2 separate regions of the Zea mays genome follow, and region 2 is linked to region 1. The links are chromatin contacts, called in public Hi-C maps. All regions are on one chromosome and are shown on one strand. The core of a region is the stretch at or near the end of the contact, and the rest is flanking DNA. Distances in the headings are between cores, read along the strand shown. Region 1 holds the start of LOC103631953 (methionine--tRNA ligase, chloroplastic/mitochondrial). Region 2 holds the start of LOC100192721 (Mannose-1-phosphate guanylyltransferase 1).

Region 1 (5,717 bases), core at 2,361-4,860:
AGTTTGTTCCTCATAGCCTCTTCAGAGCATCTCCAGGAGTTTTATGAAACAGCTTCCTAATTTGATTTTTTTAGCAAAAAGGGAAAAGTCCCCTCCAACAGTTTGGTAAAAGAACTCCTTAAAATAAAGGTTACCAAATATTCTCTCCAACTCATAAGTTTCAGTCAAGAGGAACTCCTATATCCGCTAGCCATCCGGCGTTTGCCTTGGGAAATCGGAGTAAATTGGACACATGAGTAAATTAAGAAAATAAAGGGTTCCAGGTGAGGAAACAGTAAAAGACAAAAACTATTAAAAGAGGTTTGGTTGTTTAGAAATAGTTTGGGTTCCCAATGCAAAATCGTTTAGGAAGCTAATACAGGAACCTAATGGAGAGAAAATAAATTGAGGTTGCTACTTATTTTGGTTGGGCTGTGGCTGTGAAAAAAAGTTGCTGTGAGCTGTGAGCTGTGGAAAAAGCTGTTGTAGGCTGTAAGCTGTTAAAAAGCTAAAAACCGTTTGGTGGAAACCACTAAAAGTCGTTAAAAATTCTCCAATATATGTTTTCATAGTTCCATCCGAAAAGCCACTAAAAGCAGGTCCAGGGGTGCTTTCAGATTTGCACTACAAGAAAGTCGGCTTTTAGAAAAACCTGCTTCCTGGATCCAGCCCTTTGGTTGGCTTTTGGCTTTTAGGGGGCAAAAGCCAAAGCCAAAAGTCAAACCAAACACACCCTTATTGGTTTAGCAAGTTAATTATAAGAAACACCTGAAGTTGCTCTCTCTGTCTATTAACTAATGAGTTTGCTTTCCCCTATCCCCTATATAGAGCAATGCTGGCAGTTCTCTTTGTCCAGAACTGATAAGTACTGTCATCATGGTCTCTATCTTTAACCTTGTCGCGGTGTCATCTAGGTCACTACCAGACATGATATGCATAAGAAAATGTATTGCATGTATTTTTGTTGAATATGCCAAAGTACTTCAGAAAAGCAATGATCAAATGAAATCGCGTTGTTTGGTTAGTAAATGCTTGACAACACAGGCATGATCACGAAAATTGTGTCAAAGCTTCATGAAGACATATGTCAACTTTGTTTTTTGGACTTGTTTCTAGTGTCTATGCTTGAGTCACCTGGCATACATTCTAACAAAAAAAAAACAGTTTTACATTTCCCACCACAATTTGTGATGGTTTATAGTAACTCAACAATAACAAAAACATTGAACAATAGCATATAAAAATAGGACTAAAACCTCACCTCGTTCAAGCGATATGATGGCCTTACAAAATCAGGATTTCTTGTCAGTAGCTCTTCCAATTTATGTTGGTACTTTGACAAGGCAAAGAAATAGTTATCTTCTTTTCTTTCAACACAAGGCTTCAGATGCACAGGGCAACAATTGTTCTCCAATAGCTCTTTTTCATCCTTTGTTCAGTCAATACTAAAGCATCAGTATTTGTAGTAGTATTAAAAAGAGGGTTGATATATATAGGTGCACATGGCACACAAAAAAGTACTTCGAACATTTTCTTACTTTAGCCAACAATTTCTAAAAAGGAGTATTTATTGACAACACAAGATTGACATAAATAGATTTAAAAAGGACAGACTTGGTGCTAGCGGCTCCCACATGAGTGGGGTCTGGGGAAGGAGTAAGAATAACCGAACCAAGCCTTACCCTGCATTTTTGCAGAGAGGCTGCATCTAACCCAGGACGTTTGGCTCAGTGGAAAGGCTTCTCACCACTGCGTCAGGCTTGTCCTTCTTATTGACATAAATAGATTGATCATGAAAATACTGTTGCATTATATTTTTTATTTATAGTAACATTTTCCTAATACATATTGTTAGTCAAAGTGTTATATTGGAGACAATGTCGATGTCCTAAATTCCTAATGGACTAATATGATGTATCAGAGGAAGTAGAAAACTAAAATAGAGCACATAATAGTATAGTACTCATCTCTGCTGCATAAAAATATCAAGTTTTGCAGTTCCACAATATTGATTGTTAATAAAAAAATTGAAGAGCCAAAAAATTAAACCACACCATTAATCCAAATTCATACTTAAGAGAGGTTAGGCATGGCAATCGACATAGGTACCAGTTCCCTCACCTAAAATGGACAGATAGCCAAGATATTTATCCATGTAAATCCAGAAAAAAAAATGTTGCTCAGAAAACCACTTAGTAGACAATTCTATTAACCATATGACAGCATTAAATCAAATATGTGTAAGGATTAATATGTTTAATGGTACTTCCATAATGGATTGGAAACAGCTCAGTACGATGTGAGGAAGTTGACATGAAAGCTTACCTTGTACTCTTCACAGCTCACACAATAAAGTCCTTCATAATCAGCTCTATATATGTCGCCATTGTTTAACACTCTGGAATAGAATTCGTTCACAACAGCCTCATGCTTACGATCCGTTGTGCGAATAAACTTGTCATATTCTATGTCTAACTGCAAGAAATGTGAAACAAATTTGGAGGGCAAAGCTGAGCTCATGGTTTACTCTGTAGTAAAAAGTATTGTAAACTGAAACTTGGTGTTGTAGACATACGTCAGCCCAGAGCGTCCTATATGAACTTGAAATTGCATCACAATGCTCCTTTGGGTTTCTACCACTGGCCTCTGCGGAAGCAGATATTTTCTCACCGTGTTCATCTGTTCCGGTAATAAATATAACATTCTTCTCTAGCAACCTCTGTAACCACATAAGAATAATCAACAGACTGTTTGATAATAAGAGTCAAACAACTGAAATCAAACATACTACTCCGAATAGTTCATATAGTCAAAACTTAGGCACCCAATCATTCAATTGAAAAAGAAAAGATACATGTAAAATTCACACACCAAGCAATTAGCAACTTCACCAAGGGCACGACTAGAAAGTGGCGTAGTATGAAGTTATGAACTAATTCAGGTTATGGAAAATATGCAACCCCTTTTCTCGTGCAATGCATGTGCAACTAAGTGGTGCATCACCACCTGATCATCCAACGGTACACCGCACCACACGTTTCTGACAGCAGTACAAGTGCACAACAGCCACTTGACAAAATGTTTGACCCCATGTTGGTAAGATTAGTGCTGCAGTGGATCTCGTGCAACCCGGGCATGTGCAATTTGCTTTTGTAGGTTCGACAACTAACTGTTCAAAAATACAGCCGCTGCAATCGTGGGTGGAGGCTTGCCTGGAAGCGGGCGATGGCGTCCGCTGCGATGGTGGTGTAGGCGCTTCCCATATGCGGCGGAGCGTTGACGTAGTAGAGAGGAGTGGTGAGCACGTAGGGCTCCGGCAAGGGGGGCGAGTCAGGGGACGAGGAGGCGGAGGCGATGCAGCGACCGCGAACGCCGCAGCGGAGCGCGGGGGTGAGGTTCCGGGGCAAAGGGGAAGCGAAGGCAAGGCAACGGGCGCCGGCGGCGAGGGAGGAGCACGGCGCGCCAAGGAAGGCCCGCCCGGCGGCCATGGCAGTCGAGACCGGAGGAGGGGATGAATGGGGTTTTGGGTCGCGCCCGTGTGAGGAGAGAATGGATTGGGGTGATCGTTGTGGAGGATGTAAGTGTGTTGGGCTGGACCGATGGATAAGCTTTGGGCTAAATCGTTCGAGCATGTGTGAACGTTTGCGTGATCGACGAGCCCACTAATAATCTCGTCCATCTCTTCTCTGCTATCTATCAAATCAATAGTATAGACAACGGCATGCTGGAAATATAGGCCGGGTTTTTTGGGCCAACACGAGCACGGTTCGAAAATAGGAGCCCAAAGCAAGGTTCAGCACGAAATAATATGTGTCGGGCTAGCACGGTCCGAAGACAGGCCTAGGTCGGGCCTCAAATTCCGGTCATCTGGCCCCCGGCACGGCCCGTATAGATGGGCAGGGCTTGGGCCGGCACGGCCCAATTAAGCCCAATCTGTTTAATTTCTTTAATTTAGTAAGATATCGACTTTATATTGTTGTTATATTGGGAGTTTATGTCGTTAAATGATGCTAGAATTGTTTAATATCTTTAATTTAGTAAGCTATTAATTTTATATGGTTGTAATATTTTGATTTTATGTGGTCAAATATACGGATCGGGCTTGGGCCGGCACGGGCCAACGAAGGCACGACGTGGTTTAGGGCCGGACTGGGCCACTGTTTTTACACTTCGGGCTAGCACGGCATGGCTCAAATTTTTTTGGGGCTTTCTTGGCCCGAATCCATTTGACACGAAGCACGATGGGCTTGGGCCGGGCTGGCCCGACCCGACCTAATTCCCAGCACTAACCATGACTTCACCCTCCTCAACCCCACCATTGTGGTCCTCGCTGCCAAACCCAAGCTCCCTCTCCACGCCGCCCTACTCCAAGCGTCGTCGTTGCTCAGCGTCCCGCCTCGAGGATATCGATGCCCCGCCCCCGCGCCGCAACTGCAAGCCGCCCTCGTTGTTGCACCCGCGCCGCCCACACCCGAACGACCTTGACCCGCACACGCAAGGCCGTCGGGGGACCAAGGCTCCGGCCAGCGTCGCCTGCGGATCGCGTGGATTCTTACGTGTTCGCCTCGGCGGGGCCTGCCAAGGGCTACGACGACGAGAAAGATCTGTGCTGGGGTCAGCCGCTCCGCCTCCGCGCTAGCCATCTTCGCCCCGTCAGCTCGGCCTTTATGCGGGATCTCTCTGTGTCCGCCTCCGCGTCAGGGCACACCACGCGCATCGCCTCAGCGGTGGGCCGCGCTATTTTCTCAACATCGTCGCGGCACCAGCAGAGGACAACTACTCTAACGTGGAGGTGCACGTGTGCCTGCTCGCCACTGCTGCTCGAACGAGCTCCATCTTCCTCCGTCAACCCTGTTGTTGTTTCGCCCCACCACGCCACGCAGGACGCTACTGAAGATGAGACCCAATTAGCGGCGTTGAAGCGGCTGTCGAGGACCCGTCCCCATCTTGAACGTGATGACGATTTGACATTCATAGCGTTTCAGCAATGATTTGACAAAATTGTTGAACCTGCAAAAAAGGAGACCGCAAAAGGAAAGAAAGAGGATCATTACTCGTCAAATAAAAGCAAGGACAAAAAGGTTTCCAATTATTTTTCTGATGGTACTCTATTTAAATAAATGCTACAATGCATCCTAGAATATCAATTGTTACAGTAATTTCCACACATAAAAGATATCAGGTTGGACAGCGTCATGATTTACGTGTTATTCTATTAAACAGTCCTTAAATAAGAGATTTGCACTGACAGGTAACTATTGACGTAGGAGAAGGTTTTAGAGTTTAGGGTTTAGAGATGACTACTAGTGGTAGGCTTAGAGCATCTCCAAGAGATTAGCTAAATAACTTGTCAAGCTAAATTTTAGCTACTTAATAGCATAATAGCTCTCCAACAGACTAGCCATTTAACTTGCTAAGCTATCGGGCTCTCTAAATTAACCCCCTCACTAGCCAAATTTGGCTAACAACTCTCCCTAGCCAAGCTAACTTGTATATTGGAGAGTCTATTGGAATGAGATGTTATATATAGAGTTTAATATTTATAGAGAGACAAATAAAGTGTCAAATAGAGAGTCAAAAATAAAGAGTCTCTTGGAGATGCTCTAATGCTCCTCCATATTAGTGGGCTCATCGTTGTGGAGGATGTAAGTGTGTTGGGCTGGACCGATGGATAAGCTTTGGGCTAAATCGTTCGAGCATGTGTGAACGTTTGTGTGATCGACGAGCCCACTAATAAT
Region 2 (5,844 bases), core at 1,143-3,642, 320 kb before region 1:
CCTGTTGGACTCGGCCTCTGATAGCTTGAGAATCCCTTAAGATGAAAACAATTCCTGGTCTTATGGTAGCTCTCCGGGTGATAAACACAATGTTGCATCATAATCTTCTAGAACTCATCTTGTTCAAGAGCTGAACATTGACACCAAGCCCCCCGTTTAACGGTTGTTGTGAGTTGATGATCTATCTTATGTTACTTATCCTTGCCATTATCTAGTTCAGCTCTCTATTCTTTCTTGTCCCTATCTCTTCAAGATGAATACATGTGTCGATGACTTCCTCGCTTATGGCATAGCTGTTGGAAATCTAGAACAAAGAAGTCAGTGTGGTTGGAGCTTTGCGTACAAGTTTCTGAGACGATTCTCGATTCATGAGACCCTTCCGAAAAACATGTATAGATGCCTCATCTGGCATGTCAGAGATATCAGCATTCACATCATGTCACCTCTTGATGTAACTATTTAGAAACTCATCTTCCTTCTAAAGAATTTGTCCAAGGTCATACCAAGTCTTCTCCCGGTCACAAGCCACACCAAAGTTGTTGATGAATTGACGTTTAAATCCCTCCCATTAGTCGATAGAATTTGTCCGAATAGGGTGCCAAGACATATGGTTATTAAAGCGGTAAGGCGACATAAGACGATCAACCCCTTTTTACATTTTAGCGGTAAAGCGTAAGGCGAGGCGACACCTCAATTATATAGATAAATATAAAAATTAGACCAAATATTATAGATGTCATGGTCGGGCGCACGTATGTGAGACGGCGTCGTGCCCGTGACGTGCGCCGCGCCCTAGAGCAAGCAGCAGTCATGCAGGAAAATATGCAGGACACAAGCGCAGCTAGGGGCTAGGAGGGAAAGTAGGATAGCCTGCTGTTATTCAGTTCTTTAGATTGTGGAGTTTGTTGCCCCTTTCGGTTGGGCCTCTGGCCATATAAGATGGTAACCGCACAGGAGATAATCAATCAAGTATTACCAGCCTATCATCTCTCTCTTCCTCTCTAAGCCGGCAACTCGGGGGCATAACCCGGTTGACGAAGGCGGCGACGGCGTGGGGGTATAACCCTGCCGGCGACGACGGATCGCGACTACGAACTACGTAGCCGGGGTCCCGCTGCCTTGGGTACCACTACCCTTGACAATATATCACTAATTACAAGGTGATAGGCAAGCTAGCACAACTGTAGAGCCTTAAGCCCATTCTAGCCTAGTAGAAGATAAAAACAGGAAAAAAAAAACAAGATACTAATGACAAGGCAGATGCATCTCTATAATTTTAGTGATCTCAGGTACAATACCATATATTAGAGGCAGATGCGTCTCTATAAGATGTAACCAACGAATATGCCAAAAACAAGATACTAATGACAAGCTCAGCTTCAGATTCAATACCAACCACTACAGTTCCATTCCACTTATTCTGACTAGTGATAAGTGGACACGCTATCATTCGGTCTAAACAGCAAAGCAAAGAACAACCTCGTGATGTTCTATTATTACACTATCCATGCTTGTGTCTATGATCATCATCAAACTGATAAATCGAGCCAACACGAAAGAAGAGTATGTTTCAGATACTTGGCAACCTACCCAGCATGTCTGGAAGGGGGAAGCTAGAACAGACGTCGCAGTTAAGCAGAACTATGTGTGACTGCAAAACATCAAGCAAAAACAGTAACGAAGTTTTAGAGGATGCCACTTTCTTGATCCAATCGGCATAGCAATGTAATAGATTCCTACAAACCCCAGACGCTGAATGTGTTCTGACTTCTGAATAGGCAAAAGCTATTCAAAAAGATGTGGATAAAGTGATCCACTGCATTACTGCAGCTTTAGAAATATCCGACTTCCAATTCAAGATGACAATCAGGCCATGGCACTAAGTCATTACCGGGCTGTCTTCCATGATGTAATCTCTAAAGATGTAGAGCCCTCCAGCTGACCCGTGAGGCTTATCCTCTCGCAGGTACCTAAAATTTAAATTGGCCAGAGACCCTGTCAATGACACGGCTCTCTTAAATCTCCCTAACGCACCCAGCCAAACACTGCAGAAGCAAACAACATGAGGGCACGAAACAAACCTGACAGGGATCCTGAGCTCGTTGGAGATAGACGAGACATATAGCGCGAATTCCCGCTCGTCGTAGAACCCGATAAGGTATATCTGTGCCAGGTTGGGGATCTGCAGCAATGGGATGCAAGAAAAAAAAACTTTCTCATACGAGCCGCAGGCCGAACCATACAAACGTCACAATTCCACAAAGGACAGGGGAGCGCAGGAATTGGTGGATTACCCGGCTGCAGGCGGAGATGGGGTGGTGCACCATGGGCTGGCCGGCGATAGGGAAGAGCGGCTTGGGCACGTTCAGCGACAGCGGCCGGAACCGCGTCCCTGCACCCGACACCAGCACCAGAGCAAACCGATCAGAGTATCAGACGATGAGAGGGCAGAGGAGGGTCCCGGGGGCGCGCGGCGCAGATCTAGCAGCACTAACCTTTGGTGGGGCCGCCGACCATGATGACGGCAACGACGCGCTGCTCGTAACCGGCCATGGCTGCTCTGCTTCGGCGCTGGTGGCGGAGTGTGGGGGAGGGAGAGACGCGCGCGGGCGAAGGCGTGGCGATGGGATTTGGAGGAGAGCGTGGACCGCGAGTATTTTAGCGGAGGCGAAGGCGATGCCGATCAGACGTCGGAGGAGGTGGTGAGAGCGTAGCGGAGCGGAGGCGGGCGATTTCCGGGCAGCGGCTTTCTGACTTTGTGGGTCGTGCGCTGCGCCCGGTGGGATCCGTGCCGCACCGGGGTGCGGGTGCGGGGTTGAACTGGCGCTGAAACCGGTGGCTGAGCCACCGAGGGCAGAGCCGAAGCTTCATTTCTCCAAATGCCGATAATAACGGTCAGGGAACGTGGCGGTAGCGGATAACTGAGCTTGCACGGAATATCCCGTCTGGAGTTTAGGATATCCTGGTGGAGTACTGTGTTAGAGATGGACGAAGGCGAAACCCTGGCTTGCTGGATCTGGATGGTACTGCCTTTGAGCAAGGAAATTCATGCAACTAGTGGTTTCCGCGCGCCCTGAGCGAGGTTAAACAATATTTAACTCGTTTGTGAGATCTTAATTTATAAATACATACTTTTTTAGTTCTTTTTTATTTATCGTGTTTTAGTTTAAAAATAAACTAACGAACGATAAATATTCGAGAACGAAGATAGCTATAAATTTATTTGAAAAAATAGTTAGTAAGCGGAACAATGTGCACATGATTTATTTGAGGGTACTAATCATATAATATGTGTTGAATTGTAGAAGTGTACAAAAGAAAGATCGTAGACAAACATGTTTGAAAGTCGCCAAGAGGAGGTGAATAGGCAGAAACTGAAATTTACAACTTTAAGCACACTACAAGCTTGGGTTAGCGTTAGAATAAAAGTTAAGTTCGAGAGAGAGAGGAATAAATCGACCAAGAAAATAAAGCGGATGACACGATGATTTGTTTTACCGAGGTTCGGTTCCAAAGAACATAGTCCCTGTTGAGGTGGTCACAAAGACCGGGTCTCTTTCAACTCTTTCCCTCTCTCAAACGGTCACCTAGACCGAGTGAGCTTTCTTCCTTGATTTCCCGGGTCACTTAGACCCCACAAGGACCACCACACAATTGGTGTCTCTTGCTTCGCTTACAAGGCTTTGAGAGTAAGAATGAGAGAACGAAGAAAGCCAACCAAGCAACAAGAGCAACAAAGAAACACAAGACGATCTCCTCACAAGTTCTAAAATACTAGAGTTGAATTGTGGACTTTGATTTGTTCGGATGCTTTGATTTGTGTCTTGGAGTGTAGTGTATTCCTCTTGTATTGAATGCTCTGTTGTGAATGCTTGGATTGTTGGAGTGGAGGTGGTTGGGGGGTATTTATAGCCCTCAACCACCAATTCAATCGTTGGGGAAGACTGTTGTCGATGGGCGCACCGGTCCGGTGCGCCATCGGACACTGTCCGATGCGCCAGCCACATCACCCAACCGTTAGGGTCCTGACGGTTTCGACCGTTGGAGCTTTGTCTTCATGTGGCACCGGACAGTCCGGTGCCGCACCGGACAGGTACTGTTCACTGTCTGGTGCGCCTTCTGGCGGCTGCTCTGACTCTACGCGAATTGTCCGCGCACTGTAGCACTTTTGCATGTGTCCGTTGCAGTCGACCGTTGCGCTGGAGCCGTTGCTCCGCTGGTGCACTGGACAGTCCGGTGAATTATAGCGGAGCGGCTCTTCAGAAACCCGAAGGTGGCAAGTTTGAAGTCGTACGGCCCTGGGCACCGGACAGTCCGGTGCGCCAGACCAGGGTTCTCTTCGGTTTCTTTTGCTCCTTTCTTTTGAGCCCTAACTTTGATCTTTTTATTAGTTTTTGTTGAACCTTTGGCACCTGTAGAATATATAATCTAGAGCAAACTAGTCATTGACAACAGTCATTGATAAACGAGGCCCCCCAATTTGAAGCGTGCTAAGCGTATAAATAAGAACTCACACCAACTATGTTTGATACGTTGCTTGCGCCATTTGCTTTACTTCCTCAATTTCATAGCTCTTGCTCACTAACGCTTGCTAGTTTTCAAGCTTTCTGAGCTTCGGTTAAAAAGACGCATTTTCGTCATTTCTGAAGAAGAAATGTCTCAAGACAAGAAAGTTCCTGCTGAGACGAAGCTGACTGAAGAGGGGAAGCTTTTTGAGGAGAAGAAGGATGTGAATCCTTATATTGCTGGATTTATTGAGTCAATGGCAAAAACAAATACAAAGAAGATTACTAAGGAGATACTGGAGGGCCTATCTGAAGATACTGGTGACAACGATAGCTATGATGTAGAAAGTGGGGGCGAAGATTCTGAGGATCGGCCCTGGAGGCCAAGCCACTCAATATTCGGAAAATCAACCATCAAACAAAGTCATCTTGAGAACATGAGAGGAAGGTATTTCCGAGATATGTCTATTATGAGAGCTGGCGGAGACAACAACGTCCCTGCCCCTGAAGAAAATGAAGTTGTGATCTACCGAAGCTTCTTCAAAGCTGGACTTCGGTTCCCTTTGAGTAAGTTTGTGGTTGAAGTGCTAAAAATATATCAGATTTACCTTCATCAGATAACCCCCTAAGCTATTATTAGAATGGGGATTTTTGTCTAGGCTGTAAGAAGCCAAGGGCTGGAGCCAAGCGTGAAATGCTTTTGCAGTATGCACGAGCTTGTATATGAGACGAAGGCCATGGGCAAAGAACAATATCATAACAATTTTGGCTGTTATGGATTTATCGCTCGCCCCAATACAAGCCACCCGGTGCCAACATTCCGGAAAAGATGGCCTGGAGCTTGGATGGAGGAATGGTTTTACGTGAAGAATGATTTGAAGGCAAGGGAAGATGCCAGTTGAAACGAAGGTTGACAAAGATAAGGCTGAAAAGTCAAAAACTGAAGAAGTAACAAAGATGCCAGATATTTTAAGCCCTTCAACAGAAACAACAATGTCAAAGACACAAAAAAGTTCTGCCACAACTCCTAAGAGGAGGAGGATGGCAAATGTACTAGATGTTGTATTAGAAACAACAAAAACCTTGAATCCTGCTCCTTCCAGAAAGATTGTCGAAGCTTCTAAGGCACAACTCGAAGCTGAAACGAAACAAGCAAAAGTCGAAGCTACATAATTGAAACTGAAATTGAGGCTGGGCCTTCAGAGCTCGCTGAGATAGAGGCTGACGAAATTAAAGAGAAGGCAACCGAAGAAAAGGCCACAGAGCAAATTTTGTCTGAAAAGGTTGCAACTCCTGCTCCCGAAGCTTTAAAAGAGAGCCTTGATTACATTATTTGCCA

Evidence for each region. A called contact is a pair of places that touch in the nucleus more often than the background predicts.
Region 2: a Hi-C map of tassel shows a contact between it and region 1, with 2.0 times the contacts expected there. The contact joins the promoter of LOC100192721 here to the promoter of LOC103631953 in region 1. A contact is called at or near these places in 4 of 25 Hi-C or Micro-C datasets (ear, leaf, leaf mesophyll and 1 more).

Annotation. Positions count from the first base shown.
Region 1 is chr1:21,035,907-21,041,623 of Zm-B73-REFERENCE-NAM-5.0, reverse strand. LOC103631953 (methionine--tRNA ligase, chloroplastic/mitochondrial) reads right to left here and starts at 3,610. Exons shown (of 12, transcript XM_008653808.3): 1 at 3,192-3,610; 2 at 2,555-2,698; 3 at 2,305-2,454; 4 at 1,241-1,408. The coding sequence starts at 3,467. It overlaps LOC103631944, which reads left to right and starts at 4,324. Exons shown (of 1, transcript XM_008653798.3): 1 at 4,324-5,175. The coding sequence starts at 4,389. The coding sequence ends at 4,970.
Region 2 is chr1:21,349,603-21,355,446 of Zm-B73-REFERENCE-NAM-5.0, reverse strand. It overlaps LOC100192721 (Mannose-1-phosphate guanylyltransferase 1), which reads right to left and starts at 2,392. Exons shown (of 14, transcript NM_001137922.1): 1 at 2,295-2,392; 2 at 2,082-2,182; 3 at 1,892-1,995; 4 at 1,591-1,651. The coding sequence starts at 2,121.